Regions from separate parts of the Sus scrofa genome. Here region 1 is linked to region 2. A link is a contact called in public promoter capture Hi-C data. All regions are on one chromosome and are shown on one strand. The core of a region is the stretch at or near the end of the contact, and the rest is flanking DNA. Distances in the headings are between cores, read along the strand shown.

Region 1 (3,575 bases), core at 1,040-3,539, 670 kb after region 2:
GGCTACAGTCAGAGATCTGCCCACCAATCCTGGCTTGTCACTAGCTAGCATTTTAGTCCCTTCCACTGGTTTGGGCTTCGGTCTCCTGATCTGCAAAATAATCATATCCACGGTCTACTCTTCCAGCTCTAAAAGAAATGTGACTCATACACAAACATCTTTTTTCCAAGCTTCCCATTCTTATTCTGTTGAGTTATTACCATTACTTTGCAAGCATTCAGCATTATTTTTCCTTGATTCTACAAAGGGAGGTAAAAGCCCATTCTAAACAAAGGTGATAGAGGAAAGCTTTCCGGACCACTGGTTTGCCACAGATGAGCCCCAAGGTGAATAATGTAGAAGCTATTATAATGTTAAAAGGTGTTAGGTTTCAATATTTTAGGCTACTGTTTTGTGTGCCAGTACATTCTCCCTAAGGACGAACAGTAAAATTCAAGGACAATAGGGAGAAAAAAAAATGTAATTACCCATTTCTTCAGTAACTAAGAGGTGGCGACTGCAAATATCAACACCTTTTTGCAGAAATGTTTTCTCTGACTGACAATTACAATTTACACCAAAGGGAAAATACGATCTACAAAATTTTCTTCTATATGTTTAAGTAGTCCCTAAAAACACACCTCATTTTTCATTTTGTAAATGTCAGGAATTAGTAAGATAACATATATATGATTAAGAAAATATTAAAAAGATTAAAGATCAAGCTGTACAATTCTCAGCTTCCTCTTCTCAGTGACATGAAGAACCTCCACCGGCTGCCACAGAGGTGGATTCTGTAGACTGCCACTGCCTAACCCAGGTATGCATTTTTTACGTTCTTAACCCACTCTCAAGAGTGTTATGCAAGTTCAGGATATTAAAATTAAACTAAACATCTGACATTAAGATTCCCAACTGTTAGAACACTCAACCTGATCTTCACATTGCCTTCTAGAGCTGCTAACTAACCAACATCTTCCCACTTCAACGCTTAAAAGTTAAAATATGTTAAACTATAGAATTTGTGGTTCAATTTTGCATGACCTTGTAAAGAAACAATGAAAAGCAAGGAGAGAAAGCATTCGAATTACCTATTAATCTTGCAGAATAAAAGTCAGTAGCAAAGTGTAATAGTACAGTCCAGCCAAAATGCTACGTTGGGAGGAAGTAAGCCATTGCAATGGATGGAGAAACCTGAAGAAAGGATCTTCTCAGATGGAGAAGCTGCTACAAGAATTTCAAGGAGCAGTTTGAGAAATTCCAGCAAAACTAATAACTGGTAAAACACCACCGAACACATACATATATTTTAAAATAAAAGATAACGTCCAAGGTCCACCTTTTTGTTGGAATACCAAAAGAAAATGTGATCTCGACTCCAATCCCCCTGCCTTTCAAAGTTCAGAACCAAGCCAAGATGTGTACTTAAAACTGTTTCTGAGCATCCTTCTTTAAAAGCAACTCCCTCTCCAGCAAGTCACTTCCCTCTGGCTACTTGAACGTCCAAATCCCAGCACCAAAGAATCTTAGGGCCCCAAGGAGTTGCAGAGGGGTCTTTCAGTGCCCGCCTGAGCATCCCTTCCCACCTCCCGTTAAACTCCGGAGGTGCTCCAGTCACTTTCCCCATCCAAGCTCCCCAGTTCTCTGGCTCACCTCCCGGTGGACCTCTCTTCTCGTCGACCTTGAGGACCCCGGGATCGGAGCTTTAGAGCCCCAAATGACTTGGCCGGTAACCCCTAGCCTGCGGCGCGCGCAAATGCCCCAGTCTCCGGTGACCTCCCCTCGATTCACCGCGACCCGTATCACGAACGCCCTCCGACTAGCTCGGAGCAACCCCCTTTCCCTTAAGCGACCTATGTTCCTCCAACCAGAAAAACAATTCCACGAAATGCATCGAGAACCTACTAAGTGCAAGCTCCCACTATGCGCCGCAGGGTCTGCACCGGGCTCCCGGCCCGGGTTTGCGGTCCCCCGCCCGTCGTCCTCTTGCCTGCCAGAGGGCCGGCGCTGCCTCCACCCGGGGTGGAGGCGCCGGCCGGAGGCGGACTGCGCCGGGCGCGGGCACCGGGGCCGGAGAGGCGGCCGCTAACGGAGGCGCGAGGGTCCGGGAAGCGCACACCGGCCGGGCTGGCCACGGAGACACTTACCGGTCGGGGCGCGCAGAGCGGCCTCATCCAGGGGCACCTGCGGCCAGGCAGGACGGGCCCGGACGGCGCAGTCACCGAGAGGGCGAGTCTGCCCGCCTGCCGTCCCGTCCCGCTCCCTCCGACTGCCCGTGCGAGCGCAGTCTTGCTTCCTCCGGACGGAGTCCGGGGACCCCAGCTCCGCCGGATGCCCCCGCCAGGCCCCCACCCCTTTCCCCGGCCGCCTCCCCCTCTTCACCCTTTTCCCCTCCCCCCTCCCCGCGCCCCCACCAGAATGGAAAATACCTCCCCGGGCGGGGGGCGGCGGGGGCACGCCTCTCTGAAGGGCAGCCTACCGTGACCAATAGCAGGCGGGGCTCTGGAGGGGCGGGATTCTTAGTGGCCAATCCGAAGGCGTGTAGGTGAAGGCCGAAGTAGGGAGGCAGGGAGCGAGAGGGGGGCGGCCCGGGAGTCAGGGAGGTCCGGCCGCTCGGGTGCGCGCTGTGCGCGGCTGCCATTTTGGAGTCGGGCAGCTGCGACGGCGGCCGGTCCGGCCCGGGGAAAGAGAGGAGCCAGTCAGGTGGGAGAGAGGCTGTCACGTGGGTTTGAGGGGCGGTCTGCGGCCTGAGGGGAGGGGTCAGCGGCGGCGAGTCACGGGGGCTGAAGAGGGTCACGTGGTCAGAGAACGGCCATCAGTGGGCTTGGGGGCGGAAGGTCAGCCTTGAGGTGGAAGAAGGAGGAAAGCTTTGTCCCTGGTTTCTCTCTGTTAGGGAAAAGGAAAAGAAAAATGTTGCATGGAGGACGGGAGTGCCGGCTCGGAAAATGTGAATGAGCCTTCCCGTTAGTAAATGCAAAGATCCACGGGAACCTGGGCACTTAGTTTAATTCAAGCATTCCCATCCCCACGCCCGGCTGTCAAAAACGTGACTCATATAAGGATGGAGGGGGTTCGTCTCCCATTTTTTGCCTGTACTTTATATGGAAGGGCCCCCGCCCTAGAAATGGCTGAAAGGATAAAAGCGTAGTTGAGGCATTGTGACGCCTCCAGGACAGGCCATCTGGCCTTATAGAAACCTCTTCTTCATTCACAAACTTAACAGGCACTTCTGTGTTAAGACATTACCGTGATCGTATTCCGACGCCTCCAAATTAAAAAAAAAAACCAAAAAAAAAAAAACTTGACCATCTAGCTCTCATCTTTATTTCAATTCATGCTTCCAGGATAGGCTAAATTATATTCCTTACTAATCCACTGAAAATGCACCTCTTAAGGCAACCAGTGGCGTCATATAATCGAGTTCAAGAGTCACTTTTTGGTTCTTACATGATCTCTTTTGCAGTAGATTCTACGGACTACATCCTTATTGAATCTTTTTCCTCCCCAAGGCACTCCTCACTCCAGTTTCCCTGAAACCGTACATAAACCTTTAGATGATCTTTCTCTTCAATTAACCTTTCTAAATTTATTCTCTA
Region 2 (4,179 bases), core at 966-3,465:
GATCCGGCGTTGCTGTGAGCTGTGGTGTAGGTTGCAGACGCGGCTCAGATCCCGTGTTGCTGTGGCTATGGCATAGCCTGGCAGCTACAGCTCTGATTGGACCCCTAGCCTGGGAACCTCCATATGCCGTGGGAGCGGCCCAAGAAAATGGCAAAAAGACCAAAAAAAAAAAAAAAAAACACCTTAATGGGCACATATTCAACCCTTGGGTAACTCTATGTCTTAGAAAAATCATACTTTCAGTTGTATTTGGAGACACCTCTGTATGCAGGTTTCCTAAATTAAAACCTAGCACTCAATTTTGAAAGTGCTATTAGGCAGCCCATCCTGGGTACTGATGTCAGTTTAACAGTTTTATCTTTGACTATCTCAAAAGTTCATTTTAACTTAAAATTGGCAACCCCATTTAATTTCTTTTACTTGTCTAGCTAAGCAAGTACAATCATTAAAAACAAAAACCTGTTATGACAGACCAAAGAATTTTTATATTGATCCTTCCTATCTCAGGTTGACTTTAATTTTACTGTTTAAAGTATAATCATTATGAACCACCCATATAATCTGTCCAGCACCAAACTCAGTTTTGTATAATGGCTGTCCTCAAAGAGTTAAAATTTTATGCAGCAGTATGCTATACCTGCTCAGAGTACATATTTACACTTCAACTATGTGAAATACAAGAGACCAAGCAGGTACAGATTTTCCGAACATATTCCTACAGAATATCACTTTAAAGCAATGTAAGATTAAGTATTTAGCCTCAGACTGAAGCTGAAAAAACATGAGTTGACCTAACTGCATTATTTTGAAAGTATAATGAATTAGGCCAGTTGGGGGGGGGGGAGGATATAAAAGCCTTTCCAGAAGTTCCTCTTGTGGCTCTGTGGAAACGCATCTGACTAGCATCCATGAGGACAAGGTTTGATCCCTCGCTAGTGGCTTAAGGATCTGTCATTGCTGTTGCTGTGAGCTGTGGCTCAGATCGCAGACATGGCTCAGATCCCGCATTGCCTTAAGCTGTGGCGTAGATCCCGGACTCCGCTGGGATCCCGCGTTGCTCTGGCTGTGGTGTAGGCCAGCAGCTACAGCTCTGATTTGAACCAGAGGCTGGGAACTTCTATGTGCGGAGGGCGGGGGGGCAGGTGCGCTGAGGCCTTTAAAAAAAAAGTCTTTCCAGAAAGCTTTGGCTGACACTTCACTGTTAGCCACTACGTTACAAATAAATCAAAAGATGACAGCCAAGATGTTTATTCCCGAGTAAGAAAAACTGGAATCAACCTACACGTCCAACATTTTGGATTAACGGTACGACCTTTAGGCTATAGAGTGCTCTGTACAATTTAAACCTGTGCTTTTCAAAACTAAAGAGAACGAAAAACTCTGGATATTATATAGGGGAAAAATTAAGATATAAAACTGTGTTGAGGCTTAGGGCAATGTTTAGAGCAATGTCTAAAGAAAAATATACCTTATTATTAACTACAGGATTCTCTTTAAGTGGTGGCATTACGCCGACATTTTTTACTCTAGGATTATCGCTCGATCGGGGTTCCCTACAATAAACTGCTCGTTCCTGATACGATCCTTAAAGGGAAAAGACCCACACACCTCGTAGTCTAGGCCCAGGAGGACGTCCTCCCGCGCACAGGTGCGCAACGGCCCCGGAGGCCTCACCTTAACCACTTATCCCCGCCCGAGACCCACATCCGGGGCCAGCCGCAGGTGCCCGGGGAGGGGCGGGGCCTCAGGTCGCTGTCGCAGGAGTCCCCTCGCGGCCGGAGCAAGTTTCCGCCTCGCCAAAATCCCAAGTGAGCCTGGGCCGTTGGAGGTGGGCGCGTCGAGGAGTCCAGGTCCGCTGCCACTCGGTTCCCCGTCTGCCCCTCCGGCCTTGGCCGAGCCATTTCCCGAGGGAGGCGCGCAGAGCGCCAAGTGAGGCTGCTCCCTCCAGCCCGCGCAGGTGGGCGCCTTCCCGCCGCCTCCCACCGCAGAGGGCCTGGGCCCCAGCAGCCCGGCGCCGTCCGTCTCTCGGCGGGAAAGCCTGGCCGCCCGCCCCTTCCCTACAGTCTCCGCCTTGGGAGCTGAGAGTCGCTACCCTCCGGTCTTCCTAACCCCGCAACTCCACTCCTCACCTTGTTGGGCCGCGGCCACCGCCGCCGTCGCCGCGGCGAGCAGGAGCCCGAACGCGAGGACCTGGGGGGGCGCCATGGTGCGCGGGCGCCGAGGACCAGGGCGCTCGGGACGCGAGGCTGGCCGGGGGCTCGCGGGAGGACGCCCCGACGGAGTGGGGTGCCGGGCGCTCGCTGGCCGGCGGGGCGGCGTGAGGAAACCTGGAAGGCGTGGGTCCGCGTCGGGAGGACTGCGGCGAGGTGCCCTGGGGCTGGAGGAAAGATGCGAGCCTGCCGACCTTCTGCGCGTTCTGGGCGCGCGGCGGGGCGGAGCAGACCTGGCCGACCTGGTGGCCCCGCCTCCCAGCCCCTGCCCCCGGCTGCTCACCTCTGAGGGCAGGTTCTCGGTGAGTCACCGCCCGGGGCGGCAGGGAGGAGGTGGCCACAGGTTCTCGTCCCCTCCCCCCACTCCGGGCGCGGCCGCAGGGGAGCCACCCCCTTCCCAGGTGTGCGCTGGAAAGGAGTCGCCGCCAGGTGCTTCCTCTTGCGGTGGCCACGGAGAAAGTTTGAAAATACTGAGACTTTCTTCTTATCAGAGAAAGTACGACACTGAAACCTTGAAGAATAGGGCTTGGGGGAAAGAGTGAAGGGGATGGGAAGAGGAAGATGGAAGTGGAATACAAAGGGAAGCCAGAGAACCTTCCCTACCACAATAAAAAAGACCTTTGACCTTACCTGGCCGTTTAATTTTACTCCTTTAAAACTGGAAGAAAAAAAAAAAATCTCCCTAGATCTAGAGGTGACACATTTGTGTGTGTGGTTTTGGGTTTTTTTTGTTTTTTGTCTTTTTGCCTTTTCTAGGGCCGCTTCCGTGGCATATGGAGATTCCCAGGCGAGGTCTACACCAGAGCCACAGCAACGCAGGATCCGAGCCTCGTCTTCGACCTACACCTCAGCTCACGGTAATGCTGATCCTTAACCCACTGAGCAAGGGCAGGGATCGAACCCGCAACCTCAGGGTTCCTAGTCGGATTCGTTAACCACTGCGCCACGAAGGGAACTCCTGTGTGTTCTTTATAATTGTTCTCAATAATCCTTTTCTCCCTTAAAAAAATTTTTTTTATTGGAGTATAGTTGACTTACAAAGTTGTGTTAGTTACAGGTGTACAGCAAAGTAAGTCAGTTACACATATAACTATTCCTTTTCAGATTCTTTTCCCATCTAAGTCATTACACGATACTGAGTAGATTACCCTATGCTGTACAGTAGGTCCCTGCTATCCATCTTTTATATATGGTGGTATGTATACTTTTCATTTCTTTTGAGTATTTTTATTACTTGAAGGTGTAAGAAAAGGTGTTCCCATAGAACCAAATGCTGGGAACTGAGATTATTTGGTTTTGATTAATATTAGAGAATAATATTGATGAGTACTTTGAAAATATAGGAAGTGAAAACAAAGGACAATAATTTATTTCAATGCAAATGACTTCAAATTACAACATGCTGTCCGTTACACTCTTGGAATAATTGTAATAACTTGAAGCTTTTATTAACTATTAAAGTATTGGGAGTTCCCATTGTGACTCAGCGGTAGAGAACCCAACTAGTATCCATGAGGATGTGGATTATTCAATTGCTCACCCACCTCTGTAGTTAAGGATCCCCTATTGTGTAGGTCACAGACACAGCTTGGATCTGCCTTTGCTGTTGTTTTGGCTGTGGTGAAGGCCAGCAGCTGCAGCTCCCTTCTACCCCTAGCCTGGGAACTTCATATGGCCTGGTGCGGCCCTTAAAGAAAAAAAAACTAGTAAAGTATTAAGTATTTTTAGTGTTATTTTTGTTAGCTGCAATATCATTATTTTCTGCTTTTTTTTTTTTTAAGGTTTGTTTTCTGTTTAAATCATTGGAGAAAGTGTTCAAAAAAGGAAAAGTGAAAAATCAATTTAAAGGCCCAATTGGCTGGGGGAAAAATGTAATTGTAATGTATACATGTAAGGATAACCTGATCCCTTGCTGTACAGTGGGAAAATTAAAAAATAAATAAGTAAAAGAAAAAAAAATAAAGGCCCA

The links. Promoter capture Hi-C pulls out the DNA fragments that hold promoters and counts their contacts.
Region 1: a promoter capture Hi-C map of fetal skeletal muscle shows a contact between it and region 2, with 4 times the contacts expected there. The contact joins the promoter of SOCS5 here to the promoter of EPCAM in region 2. A contact is called at or near these places in 1 of 5 promoter capture datasets (fetal skeletal muscle) and 1 of 2 datasets of contacts at active chromatin or transcription factors (alveolar macrophages).

The regions. Positions count from the first base shown.
Region 1 is chr3:93,851,787-93,855,361 of Sscrofa11.1, forward strand. SOCS5 (suppressor of cytokine signaling 5) reads right to left here and starts at 2,290. Exons shown (of 2, transcript NM_001162890.1): 1 at 2,127-2,290.
Region 2 is chr3:93,183,006-93,187,184 of Sscrofa11.1, forward strand. It overlaps EPCAM (epithelial cell adhesion molecule), which reads right to left and starts at 2,216. Exons shown (of 9, transcript NM_214419.1): 1 at 2,130-2,216. The coding sequence starts at 2,205.